Regions from separate parts of the Sus scrofa genome. Here regions 2, 3 and 4 are each linked to region 1. The links are chromatin contacts, called in public Hi-C, HiChIP or PLAC-seq and promoter capture Hi-C maps. All regions are on one chromosome and are shown on one strand. Each heading gives the region's core, a stretch centred on a gene start, on an enhancer-like site or on the middle of the called end of the contact. The rest is flanking DNA. Distances are from core to core; before and after follow the strand shown. Region 1 holds the start of BMPR2 (bone morphogenetic protein receptor type 2). Region 2 holds the start of CYP20A1 (cytochrome P450, family 20, subfamily A, polypeptide 1). Region 3 holds the start of CDK15 (cyclin-dependent kinase 15). Region 4 holds the start of NBEAL1 (neurobeachin-like protein 1).

Region 1 (2,978 bases), core at 150-2,649:
CCTCGGTGGCTCGGGGGAGACACGCAGCATTAGGGCCTCGGAGTCCGCCTCTGCTAGCCCGGGAGCGAGGGGCGGGGCCGGGCGGGGTCGCGGGCGCGCAGGCGCAGTGCGGGCCTCGTCTCGCCGCCGCCGCAGCCGCCGCCGCTGCTGCCGCCGCCGCCCGCGCTGCACCACAGGCCCGAGACAGACAGGGCCGGGAAGAGCCGGAGACTGAGGAGGAGGCGGAGGCGGAGGAGGCGGAGGCGGGGCGACTCCGGTGACCGGGAGCGCCGCAGACTGGCAGCTGCGGCGACTCCCCCCTTTGTGTCTGGTCTGCTCGGAGCCACTGGAAGTGCTTCCCGGAGGGGCGCGGGGTGTCTCGCCGCCTTGCTGCCCACCCCCCTTTCCAGCCACCTACATCCGCCCTCCCGCCGCCCCCCGCCCTCGGCCCGCGACGCCTGAGCTCCGCCCGGAGCCTAGAGCTGCGGGAAAACGAGGCGGCGGCGGCGGCGGCGGCGGCGGCTTCCTCCGGAGGGTTGTGATTCGCTCACGGGAGCCATAGAAGACGAGGCTTTCACGGCAGAATTTACCCCAGGCAAGATGGAGCGGCAGCAGTAAAAAAGAGAGGAAGAAGTACACCGGAGAGGGCTAGAAAGGGCAGCCTCCCCGCACCTCCCCTCCGCCCGCTGTCTTGGGGAGCTCGGGGCCCGGCCTGCAGACCCCTCCCCTCCCCCGCTTCCCACCGCCCCTCAGCCCTCCGGCTGGGACCTGCCAGACCCTCGCAGGATTGTTCCGCGAAGACGTGAAGGCGGTGGGTTTGTCCATGGAGGCAGGCACCTTTTTCGATCCAGTCGAGGAAGAGGATTTGCTGTGCTCGAAATCGGAGTAAAGGAAGCACCGAAGCGAAACTTAAAAGGAATCTTGCCCTCCCGGAGCCACGGGCGATGCGCCTCCGGCTATCGGGCGCCGCCGCCCGCCCGGCTTTGCCCTTCCCGGCAGTCGGGAACTTGTTCTGATCCTTGGCGTCCCCATCGAATCCCGGCTCCCCACCCCTCGCCACTCTGGATATGTTTTCTCCCAGACCTGGATATTTTTTTGATATCGTGAAACTACGAGGGAAATAACTGCGGGGCTTTCTTCTTGTCTCCCTGCTTCTCCCCACGGACATGCCTTCAGTTTGGGGGGCCGAGGCACCCCCTCCTAGGCGAGCGAACTCCCCGAGCCGCGAGGGAGAGAAATGAAGGGAATTTCTGCTGCGGAATGAAAGCTCTGCAGCTCGGTCCTCTCATCTGCCATTTGTCCTTTCAAACTGCATTGTTTTTCGGGCTGGATAAGTCCGACGAGAGCGAGGACTAGCTTCTCGGCCGTCTTTCTCCGCCCGTGTTCACTTTCCATATTTATTTTCTCTGCTCTTCTGCTTCTCGACTGGCCCAGGGATGACTTCGTCGCTGCGGTGGCCCCGGCGGGTGCCCTCGCTGCTGTGGACCGTCCTGCTGGTCAGCGCTGCGGCCGGTGAGTAGCCCCGGGTGGCACGACCCGGCCACTTCCCCTGCGGGTGGCGAGGGAGGGAGCCTGCAGAGGCCGAGGCCTGCACCGGCCCTTCGCCACGCTTCCCCCGATCGCCTGGTACCTGCGCGCCTTTCCAGTCCTTCCAGGGAACTACCCTTCCATGTTGTCGTGTAGTTTCGAATCCCCACTCCTCGTATTCCCCACCCCCACACCTCCCACCCGCGGGGGGGAAAAAAGACACATTGGGTGTGGTATCTTGACATTTTTAGCTGTGAGGTAATGCCAGGATTAAAAATAATATTTTAATCACCAGTGGACAGTGTCTATTATGAGATCTTTGGAAACAGAACTGTAGGGTTTTTTTTTTTTTAATATAAAGAAGAGGATTTGGCTTACAGTAAAAACATTAAACTATGGAGCATACACTTGAACCTTATTTTTAGATTTAGATCGCTCTCTGGGAATCCATGTTACTTTCATTATTCCAAAACGTTCCCGAATAAATTGAATAAATGTTGAGGAACCCAGAACTGTGAAATTCTTAATACATTGTACAGTACTGTTAGTTGTTATTATCATTGGTATTATTTTATTTTGAAGGGTATAAGTAATTATGTTTTCATCTTTTCAATCTTGGACTCTTGTATTTTATCTGCTTTTAGAATTACTGTTGGGTTTAGAAGTATTTTCAGTAACTTTTCTTTTAGTCATCTGGCATCTGTTGGTTTTCCTGTCATTGACCTCACGTCAGACTTCTAGGAGATCTGAGTCCTGAAAGAAAGTTCTTTTGACATTTTGCTGAAGCTTAAAGGGAAATGGTAGTCATCCTTTCCTTAGGATATTTTGTCTTTAATTCTCAAACGCCTTAGTGCAAATCTCATGTTACGTTTGCAGTTAATTTTTCAAGCAGTCTTTTGGTGATTTGCTTTCAGAAATTTTGGGGAGTGATACATATAATTTTTAAATTTGGTTTAGTATGGCCAAATAGATTATATATTTTAAAATGAATGAAGAAAAAAATGGATGAGGGACAACATAACACCTTTCCAATTACTTTTTCTTAAGTGTAATTTTCACATTAATTTCTCACTGCTATGTTAGATGTGGAGATTGCTTGCTTATTTCCATTTAAAAAGTCTGCATTGGGAAAACACTGAAAGATAAATTGAACACTCCTTTTGTGTTTTTAATATTGTTGATTAGTGGCTATTATGTTTGTTATAGTTGTGTTAAAATAATTAGAACTTCTGAATTGAATGTATTTTGATGCTGATGTTTTAATATTTTTAACTGCCACAATTCCTTTTGGGGTAAAAAAGAATGATTTTTCTCTAGATTATTTTGCGTTAGTTATTTAAATTCTCTAGTTGTAAGCCATGTGGTTCCTGTGAAATATGAAGAGAGTAAAAGGCCTTAAGCTTAAGCAGTCATTCTAAGACCAGAAGTCTCAGAGCATAGATTTTTTAGTGTTCTTTGTTATTAACCTTTGT
Region 2 (2,978 bases), core at 313-2,812, 730 kb after region 1:
GATCTGGCGTTGCCATGAGCTGTGGTGTAGGTTACAGACTTGGCTCGGATCTGGTGTTGCTGTGGTTGTGGTGTAGGCCAGCAGCTGCAGCTCCAATTCGACCCCTAGACTGGGAACTTCCATATGGGGTGGATGCAGCCCTAAAAAGCCAAAAAAGGAGATATGTTCCATGTTTATGTAATAAGTCATTTACCATAGAAGTTCTAAAATGCAACCTTCAGGAGTTCCCTGGTGACTTAGTGGGTTAAGGATCTGGCATTGTCACTGCTGTGGCAATGATTCCATCCATGGTCCAGAAACTTCTATGTGCCAGGGGAGCAGTAAAAAATGACACACACAAACACACACAAAACTGCAAAATGAAATCTGTAATGATTTCTCTTGCTGAACTGCTGCCTCCGTGTGACTTTAAATCTATAAAATCTATAATCTAAATTAAATCTATAAAATCTATTAATACTTTTAGGACATTTCCACTAAGTGGACACCAGTAAGTAGCAGGCCTTGAGTTATGTTATCCATGTCAAAACTTGGAGTCCCTTGAGACAGAAGAGGGATCCTAGGATATTTTTATGCTCTAGAAAATAGCCTAGGATTTTTGCTGTTGTTTGCAAAAGATATTGCACTATTCGTCATTTTTTTTTTTTTTTTTTGTCTTTTTGCCATTTCTTGGGCCATACCCGCGACATATGGAGGTTCCCAGGCTAGGGGTCTAATCGGAGCTGTAGCTGCCAGCCTACGCCAGAGCCACAGCAACGCGGGGATCCGAGCCGAGTCTGCAGCCTACACCACAGCTCATGGCAATGCCAGATCCTTAACCCACTGAGCAAGGCCAGGGATCGAACCTGCAACCTCATGGTTCCTAGTCGGATTCGTTAACCATTGAGCCACGACGGGAACTCCCGTCATTTGTTTTTTGATCTAAAAAAACAGTGAAACTTTTTGACACGCCCACCAGAAAAAACACATTCAAATAACATGGAAGAAAATGTCTCTGAATGTCTTTTTTCTATTTAACCGTCTTACACAGTTTATCTAACTGGCAATTCTGTAAACATAGGAGCTGTGCTAAATACTTTTCATAAAATATAAAATATCTAACTTAATCGTGTTTGACTCTAAGACGTTTCCATCAGTTTGGCTTAGGTCAGTGGTTCTCAATGCGTTTAATAGCGGTATTAAACCACAGATTGCTGTACCCCTCTCCCTCCCGCAGTGTCCGATTCTCTAGGTCTGTGATGGGATGGAGAATCTGCATTTTTACAAGTTCCCCAGTGATGCTGCCACTGGTGGTCCAGGGACCCCAGTATGAGAACGACGGGTTTAGTGGTTTTAATCAACCTTAAATTCTTAAACCTTAAAGTGCTGGTCGTGGAAGGGTGACGAGAAGTCCTAACGTTTTCTAGAAGCGGAGGTTCCCCTTCCCCAAGCAACCCCTTCCCGAGGTCGTGGGCGTGTCCTGGAGTCGTGCCCACTGGAACTCCGCCCCTGGGCGTGGCTCCGGCCCCCGGGCCGCTCCCGGGCGCCCAGTGGCCTCCTCGCCAGGCCCTGCGGGCCACGCCCTCAGCGGCCCTGGCGTTCGCACGTCCGGCGGGCCCTCCTCCCATTCCTCGGGTCTGGCCAGGCTGAGGCGCTGCTGTTCGGGCCGGGAAACCGAGACGTGGCTCCCGGGCGGAGGAACCATGTTGGACTTCGCGATCTTCGCGGTTACCTTCCTGCTGGCGTTGGTGGGAGCGGTGCTCTACCTCTACCCGGTAACGGCCGTCTCGGCCCTCACTGCCTTTCCCACATCCACGTCGCTCAGCCCGCAGCGGGCCGCAAGGGGCGGGCCCGAGGGAGGGCTTCCGCTCCCGCTCCCGCTCCCGCTCCGTCCACCACCGGCCCCGCGCGGGCCCCGTTTCCGAAGCACGTGATGCTTCGCAGGCGCGCGCTGCCCGCGTTGAGGATCAACCCGCGCGAGCGGTACGACCACCCTCAGAGGCAGAAACAGGCGTGCGGGCGGCTCAGATCTCTGCGCCCAGCATCGCCGCGTCATTCTTGGGGGGCAGGTCTGAAGTGCCCTGCTGGCTTTCGGTCGGTAACTCTGCCAACCCCAATTCCATTTTCTAGTGAGCCTGGGAGGAAACCAGGCTGCTTCACTCCTTTCTCCTTTCCGGAGGATTCCCCAAGTATTTCTTTCCTTGTGTCTTTCTGTTTGTCATTCCTGGAATCCAAATTCCTTTAGGGTGCAGATCGGGTCTTTCTCCTTGCAAGGCCTCACAGGCTACGGGGGTCCTGGAAATAGCTCTGAGCAGGGAGTTAACTGTGAGCTTCACTTGACTCTGAATCTGTTTTTTATCTCTTGGTCTCCTAGCCTTCTTGTCAACCTCGGAAGATGGTTCTGAAAACAAAATCATCTACAATGCAAGGTGGTGATTGTAGGAGAAGTTGTAAAGCAGCAGGACAGAGCCAAATATATCACTGACAATGACAGAACACCTCACATTATTTTCAGAGGTGGTAAATGGATTAGTTTGGAGTATTGCAACTAGACAATCTGAAACTTTCAGTGTATCTTTTTTTTTTTTCTGAAAAGTTAAAAATTCAGTTAACTCCAGATCTTGAATTTTTGACACTCTTCTAGTGACACTATTTGACCCTATTCTAGAAAGGGAAAACAGACAATATAAGCAAATAACATAGAGTTTGTTAGTGTTAAGTATTAGGGAGCTAAATAAATTTGGAAGTAGGTGCCATTGTAATTTTAGATGGTCAAGAGATAAGGAGAAATTTGAGCAGAGACCTGAAGGAGATGAAGGATCAGGCCACTCAGGTATCTGAGAAGCCATTTCAGGCAAAGAGAGCAAGTGCAGATCTTTAGGGGAAACATGTCTGGTGTGTTCCGGGAACACAAGGAGAGGGGTGTGGCTGGAGTGGAAGAGACTACCCAGAAGAATCAGGGATGAAGATGGGCAGTTTTTAGTTTAGGCCATTTTGTG
Region 3 (2,978 bases), core at 224-2,723, 570 kb before region 1:
GATGTAGTGAAAAAGGAAATGACTTATAAAAACAGCTGATATGTACTGAATATTTACATACGGTGCAAGACACTGTAAAAAAACACAGTACATGAACCATAACACGTAAAGGTATTATTATATGGAAGGCACTTTTATCCTCAATTTAGAGATAAGGAAACTGAGGTAGATAAGCAAACTTGCCCAAATTCAAAGATGTAAATGTATTTGATTGCAGGTCCAAAGCCTAGGATCTTCGCCACCATGCCTCTATTATTAAGATTAAAATACTGCAATTTACTGCAAAAGCAAATTCACTTTTTAAAATTCTTTGAGTATTCATTAACTCAAAGGTCAAGTGGTCACTTCAAATTATTTATATTTGTGATAAACCGAAAAAATACTGGACCAACAGGTTTGCTGAATTTCTGTACCTGTTCAGAATAAACACACATCACACAATTTTATTCTTCAAAGCCTTTTAAAAAATATTTACAACCACCAACAAATCCAAAAGGCACTAGACTAATGCTCTGCATTTTGTTCAACAGTTACTTCCTTTTCCATTCTCAACCAGAATGAGAATATTCTACTTGAATAGGCCACTTCAGCCTGGGTGTTTTTCCTTTTCCCCCATCAACAAAGCTCTAAGCAGTACACCACCACTTCTGCCAACCTACAGTTGTCTGCTTCCAAAATAGCCCTATTACCCAGAGGACCTATGCCAGCCTCAGGACCAGTTCCTCACGATAGCCCCTATATTATTTTCCTACCTTCACTTCTCAAAAGAACTTACCACCCTCTGCTGGATCACCTGACACGTCAAAAGACTTTGCTGAACTACTAATTCTTAACATCAAACTCATTTTCTTTTTCCTCAACAGCCCTTTCAAAGCATGGAAACCCTGGATCCACTCTCCACCACGATCTGCACCCAAGGGCAAACCCATCTGAGACTCTCACCAAGGTTCGCGGCCAAGGACCTCGGTTTATCTGCTCGGTGCCTAGAGTGGGCATTCAATACATCTTCCTGAATGAATGGGTGGAAAGCAGCGTGGGTGGAGGCGGGAAGGGGGGCGTGAAGGTATTTCACCAGGCTGAGATCTCTGAAGTGGCGCCCGGTCCTGGGAGGGAGGAACCGGAGCGAGTGAGAGAACCTGGGGCCGTCGGGTGCTCACAGACAGGCAGACGCAGTGGGTCAGACGCCGGCTTGAGAGAACGCCGGCGTCGTCTCCGTGGGTCGCCGCAGCGCCCTCCCGGGCCTCGGCCTGCGCCTCCGCCTTCCTCCCAGACCCGGCCTCTCGCACACTGGAGGCCCCGGCCGGTCAGCCATCGGAAACCACGGGCCAACCCGGGACCCGCGCTCGCTCACCTGACGCTCCACCGGCAGCACCACTGTCTGCATCCGGCGCGAGCCTGGCAGCCCGGCGGGTGCGTGAGATCAGCTGATTCACGGGGGGCGGGGCCTCCGGGCAGGGGCGGGGCTGCGGAGTGGAGAACGGGAGGGGGATCACCCCCGAAGTTGGGTGGGGTTAGATGGCAACGGCGTCTTGTAGGGATCAAAATTACTCAAGAGGCGTTAGGCACTGTGGGCAACGTTCCCAGGAGTGCTGCCTTTTCTTTAGGACCAGGCAGAGTATATATGCCTGGGATGCACTTGAGCAATGACGTAACATGGCGTCGCCGGGACCTAATTATCCGATCGCTTCCATGGTAACAGATGGTGAAGAGAGAGGTTGGGAGCTGCAGATATTTTGCTGCCACCTCAAACTGCAGGAGTCCGAACGGTAAGTTCGCTACTCTTGACAGTGAAAAGGCTAAAATGTCTTCAGACTTCTTCTATGGACTGTACCCTAAAGTAGTCACTTCCTCCCCCGGGAATGACGTCATCGCCACGCGGCGCCGTTAGCGCTAGTATCCACACTGATTTTGCTACTTAGTTGCGACCCCAGATGATGGAGTGTGGTAGGAGGGTATGAGATAGCTTCTCCTATGATCCCCACTGGACTCTTCCATATATAATCCGAGTAAAGCCAGTTTGCCCAGCACAGTTTCACGACGTCTGCTTGTTGGAGCCATAGCCCTACCCCGACTCAACTCTCACCCCCGAAGTCCCCTCATGAAGATTTTCCGAAGCCGCCACTCTTGGCCCATAGTGGGTGTAAACTCTACTGCTAGGCAGTGTGCCATCTCTGGGCCTGCAAACCCGTGTTCAGACCATCAGTGACAGATGTGCAGTCAGGGTCTGAAGCTCCTGTGCATACTGCATACATGGTTTAGTAGGTTCACCAACATCCTCAACTCAGTTGCCTCCTTGGCCCTCCATCACCTGCAAAACAGTTGTCCTGCAACGATTCAGCTAACCTTGTTCACTCTTGCACCAGTGCTGGAAATAACGTGGTCAGGCAGTCTTGCTAAGCCCCAAACTGTCCTTAACAGATTGCTACTCAGAATTTCTTCTATCCCCATTCCCTGCTATTCCCAACCCACACACTCCTAACTTTTTACCCAACTCTACCCACCCACCCTCTTTGGTAAAATTTTTAGAAATAAAAATACATTGCCTCCTACATTTCTGAGGAAAATGAGGCCACTAGGAATGAATTTCCTTAACTCCCACCAGCCACTGTTACAAACCCTACCTGCAACCCCAGCCTTCCTTTCCTTCTCCCTCTTTCTCCTTGTAAGTGCTCTGTCTCTCAAGATGAATCCCATCCAATCCCCTTAGAGGCATGCTCCATTACTTATCCCTTTTTGTGTGTTTTCAATCTCACTGTCTCTTGTTACTCTTCCTCTAAAGATGTAAGCCAGTTCCAGCATATCCTGTCTTTAATTTTTTTTTCCTTTATCCTCCTTTCTTTTGCAACCTACTTTTCTACCTTTACTTTCTGACTTCCCAATCTTCCTCATCCCACTTTACAATCTTTACTTTGTCAGGTCTACTGAAACCAGTAAGTACCGTCTAATCTTGAAATCTAATGATGCAGTCTAAGAATGGA
Region 4 (2,978 bases), core at 337-2,836, 540 kb after region 1:
AGAGAGTGGAATGTGCTTTGTGAATTTGAGGAGCAGCATGGAAGCCATGTGTCTGGAGTGATATAAGGGAAGGCCAGAATAAAATAGTTGGAGATGTTAAAGAGGGAAGTGTGGGAGGAAAACATAAGTCCTTGTTGGCCCTTTTAAGTGGGATGGGAATCCACTGCAAAGTTTTGTGCAAAGGATGTAACATCTTATTTCTATGCTGAAAGGTCATTCTTGTTGCTATGTTGAGACTAATCCATGAGTGGGGTGAGTGTACAGGCAGAGGCAGAGAGACAAATGGGGAGGCTACTACAATAATCCATAAAAGATTTAGTAGTAACTCACATCCTGGTGGTAGTGGTGTAGAAAAATAGTTAGATGTGTTTTGAAGATACAGCTGAAAGGCTTAGTCTGAATGTGACATATATAAAAAAGACAGCGAGGATACTTGTTAGGTTCTAGGAGAATGAAGCAGCTAATTACTAAAACGGGGAATATGGCAACAAGGGTAATTTCTTCTCCTCCTGCCACTTCCAAAATTTTCACATGTCATTTCACAGGTCTGCTGGAGAACCAAGAGATTTTGAAAAGGCACAGTTTGCTAACAACTACCCCAAATTATTCAAAACTCTGCTACCTTAGGGAGCAATTGTAAAGGAATGAGTATGGCTGTTTTCCAACAAACTTTAAAAACAATGGAATTTGAATTTCATCTAATTTTCACATATCATGACATATTATTTTGATTTTTGTTAAGTTTTCAAGTAGGATGGTCTGCAAAACCTAAAATATTTTTTCTCTGTACACTTTGCCAGCTACTGATATTGATGGAAGGAAGATGGGACACTAGTGATGGTATACGGGATTTCATTATACTAGTTTACTTTTGTATACTGTTTGACATTTTTCACAATAAAAGTTTTTTAAAAATGTTTAGGTGTACTAATCTCATGCGTCTTTCCCCAACTCCTTAAGCACCTTTCCCCCTAAAGTGGTCTATAGCTAGTAAATGCAGTTGTTTTCCTTTCGTATCTTTTTTTTTTTTTTTTTTTTTTAAGAGCAAAGCCCTTTTAATTCTTTAGTAGTGATGAAACAAGCCCGTTGTGCTTGACACTCAGCGACAGCGGAAGTATGAGACACAAACACGATAAAGGATTTTGGGGTGCGTGTGGGAGCAATTGTCTGTTCTTACATTAGCGTACACTCTCAGGACCAATCCCCTTTTTACAAAAAGAAATCAAAATGAAATCCTCTTTAGTTATCACCGTAGGGTTCCCTGCCCTCCAATGATTCCCGGAAATGACGCCACGAGCCGAACGCTCTGTCTGCCCATCCCCGGCAGCAGCAACGGGTGGACGTAAGCACGTCGTCGGTCCTTAGTCTCGTTCAGCTCGGGGCCGACAGGAGCGCCCCACCGGGAACCGGCCGCCGGGTCTTCAGAAGCCGGGTCGACTGCGACTGCGCAGGTATGCTGGGGCGAGGCTTCAGGTCATCCCGCCCCTTCCCAGCCTTCGCAACCAATGAACAGCTAGTGCCCTGGGGCGGGTAAATCCTTAGAGGCCAGAATGATTAGCCGAGAGGAAAGCCCCTCCTCTGGCCCCCTCCCAGCCTCCCGCCCCGCCCCGTGCGGTCGCCGCCCCGCCTCCCTCTCCTGCCCGCCTGCTTAGCTGCGGGGTGACACGGGGCTTCGCTGGGGAAGGGGGGGGCAGGGAAGCAGATTAGACGGCCTGGCGGCGGCGGCAACACGACCCCCCAATGTGAGCGTGGTGAGGCGAGCGGGTCGTAGGGAAGAGGGGGCCGCGTGGCAGAAATGGGAGGGCCCAGGGTGTTTGGGGGTGAGGGCGCGGTAGAGAGGGGGGCGGCCGTGAGGGGGCGAGGTCGACCCGGATGCGGTCGAGAGGGCGTGGGTAGTGGGTCGCGGAACGCCAAGCTCGCGTTGCCCCTTTGCCAAAGCTTCTCTTGGCGGCTCGGCTCGCATTAAGTTTGCCTCCCTTTCTCGGTTGCCCGGGATGCGAGGAGGAAATTTAAAGGTCCCCAAAACACTCGGAGGTTTTCCCGAGGTGTTTTCCTTGCCGCGCCGGTGTTTTCCTTGTGCGCTCCTTAACTGGATGGAGAGGTAGCGAGGCCAGGTGGAAAGGTCGACTTTCACTCCCTGAGGATTGTTGCAACAAACAAACCAGAAATTCTTCCCCCTCCTCCCCACGCCCTGCCCTGCAACACAGCGACAAACATTCCCAAGAAGTTTTAAGAAGCAGCCTAGAGAATTCCAAGGGATTCTGTCTTTGAAATATGTCAGTATGTGTGCTTTTTCTTATGTTTATAGAAAATGTATGAGTGGGAACGGCGTTTTTGCTGCTTACTATCATTGGACACATTTTTTGTTATGAAAAATACTCATCTTTGAGTTCTGCCCAAGAGGATTCTGATTTTCTGTTGATGTGAAATATTGTATTAGCTGTGATGTTTTTCTGAAATACCAATTTCTGTGAAATCCGATCAGTTGTGAAAGCTTAGCCAGTTGTTTGTGGGCAGTGAAGAAAATAAATCTCTAGTTTTTATAAACCCATAATTGTTAATATGGCCTCTTGTTAAAGGGAATCTTGCATCTTTTTCTCTTTTACAGATTTATGTAATTGCCCAAAGACCACTGATGAATATATGTTGGAATAACTGCTGAAACTGAATCTTATTAACCAGAAAGCAGACCGTCCTTTGTTTCACTTCTTTTTGTTTTCCCTACTGCTTTGAGTTTTATTGTAACAGCTGAAAAACTTGGAAAATAAAATGAACATACTGTGGTCTTGAACACAATTTTTTTTTTTGAGGAAAAATTAAAGTGCCAGAGTGAAAGCCAGAATGGCATCCAGAGAGAGACTCTTCGAACTTTGGATGCTTTATTGTGCGAAGGTAACTACTTTTCTTTCTATTTCTAAGTTTTAAAATACTTTGTTATAAAAACTTTTGTAACTGCCATTATTAACATTTTATTTAAT

Evidence for each region. Promoter capture Hi-C pulls out the DNA fragments that hold promoters and counts their contacts. Hi-C and Micro-C count contacts between places; a contact is called where the count stands out from the background. HiChIP or PLAC-seq counts read pairs in DNA pulled down with a chosen protein or histone mark.
Region 2: a contact with region 1 is called in a promoter capture Hi-C map of liver, with 5 times the contacts expected there. The contact joins the promoter of CYP20A1 here to the promoter of BMPR2 in region 1. A contact is called at or near these places in 2 of 5 promoter capture datasets (fetal liver and liver) and 1 of 47 Hi-C or Micro-C datasets (heart right ventricle).
Region 3: a contact with region 1 is called in a Hi-C map of skeletal muscle, with 2.8 times the contacts expected there. The contact joins the promoter of CDK15 here to the promoter of BMPR2 in region 1. A contact is called at or near these places in 3 of 47 Hi-C or Micro-C datasets (embryonic fibroblasts, heart right ventricle and skeletal muscle).
Region 4: a contact with region 1 is called in an H3K27ac HiChIP or PLAC-seq map of alveolar macrophages. The contact joins the promoter of NBEAL1 here to the promoter of BMPR2 in region 1. A contact is called at or near these places in 1 of 5 promoter capture datasets (liver) and 2 of 2 datasets of contacts at active chromatin or transcription factors (alveolar macrophages and skeletal muscle).

What each region holds. Positions count from the first base shown.
Region 1 is chr15:105,970,178-105,973,155 of Sscrofa11.1, forward strand. BMPR2 (bone morphogenetic protein receptor type 2) reads left to right here and starts at 1,400. Exons shown (of 13, transcript NM_001204900.1): 1 at 1,400-1,491. The coding sequence starts at 1,416.
Region 2 is chr15:106,695,160-106,698,137 of Sscrofa11.1, forward strand. It overlaps CYP20A1 (cytochrome P450, family 20, subfamily A, polypeptide 1), which reads left to right and starts at 1,563. Exons shown (of 13, transcript NM_001315809.1): 1 at 1,563-1,754. The coding sequence starts at 1,683.
Region 3 is chr15:105,399,697-105,402,674 of Sscrofa11.1, forward strand. CDK15 (cyclin-dependent kinase 15) reads left to right here and starts at 1,474. Exons shown (of 14, transcript XM_021076193.1): 1 at 1,474-1,766. It overlaps ALS2 (alsin), which reads right to left and starts at 1,456. Exons shown (of 34, transcript XM_021076185.1): 1 at 1,352-1,456.
Region 4 is chr15:106,514,696-106,517,673 of Sscrofa11.1, forward strand. NBEAL1 (neurobeachin-like protein 1) reads left to right here and starts at 1,587. Exons shown (of 55, transcript XM_021075109.1): 1 at 1,587-1,742; 2 at 2,609-2,892. The coding sequence starts at 2,842.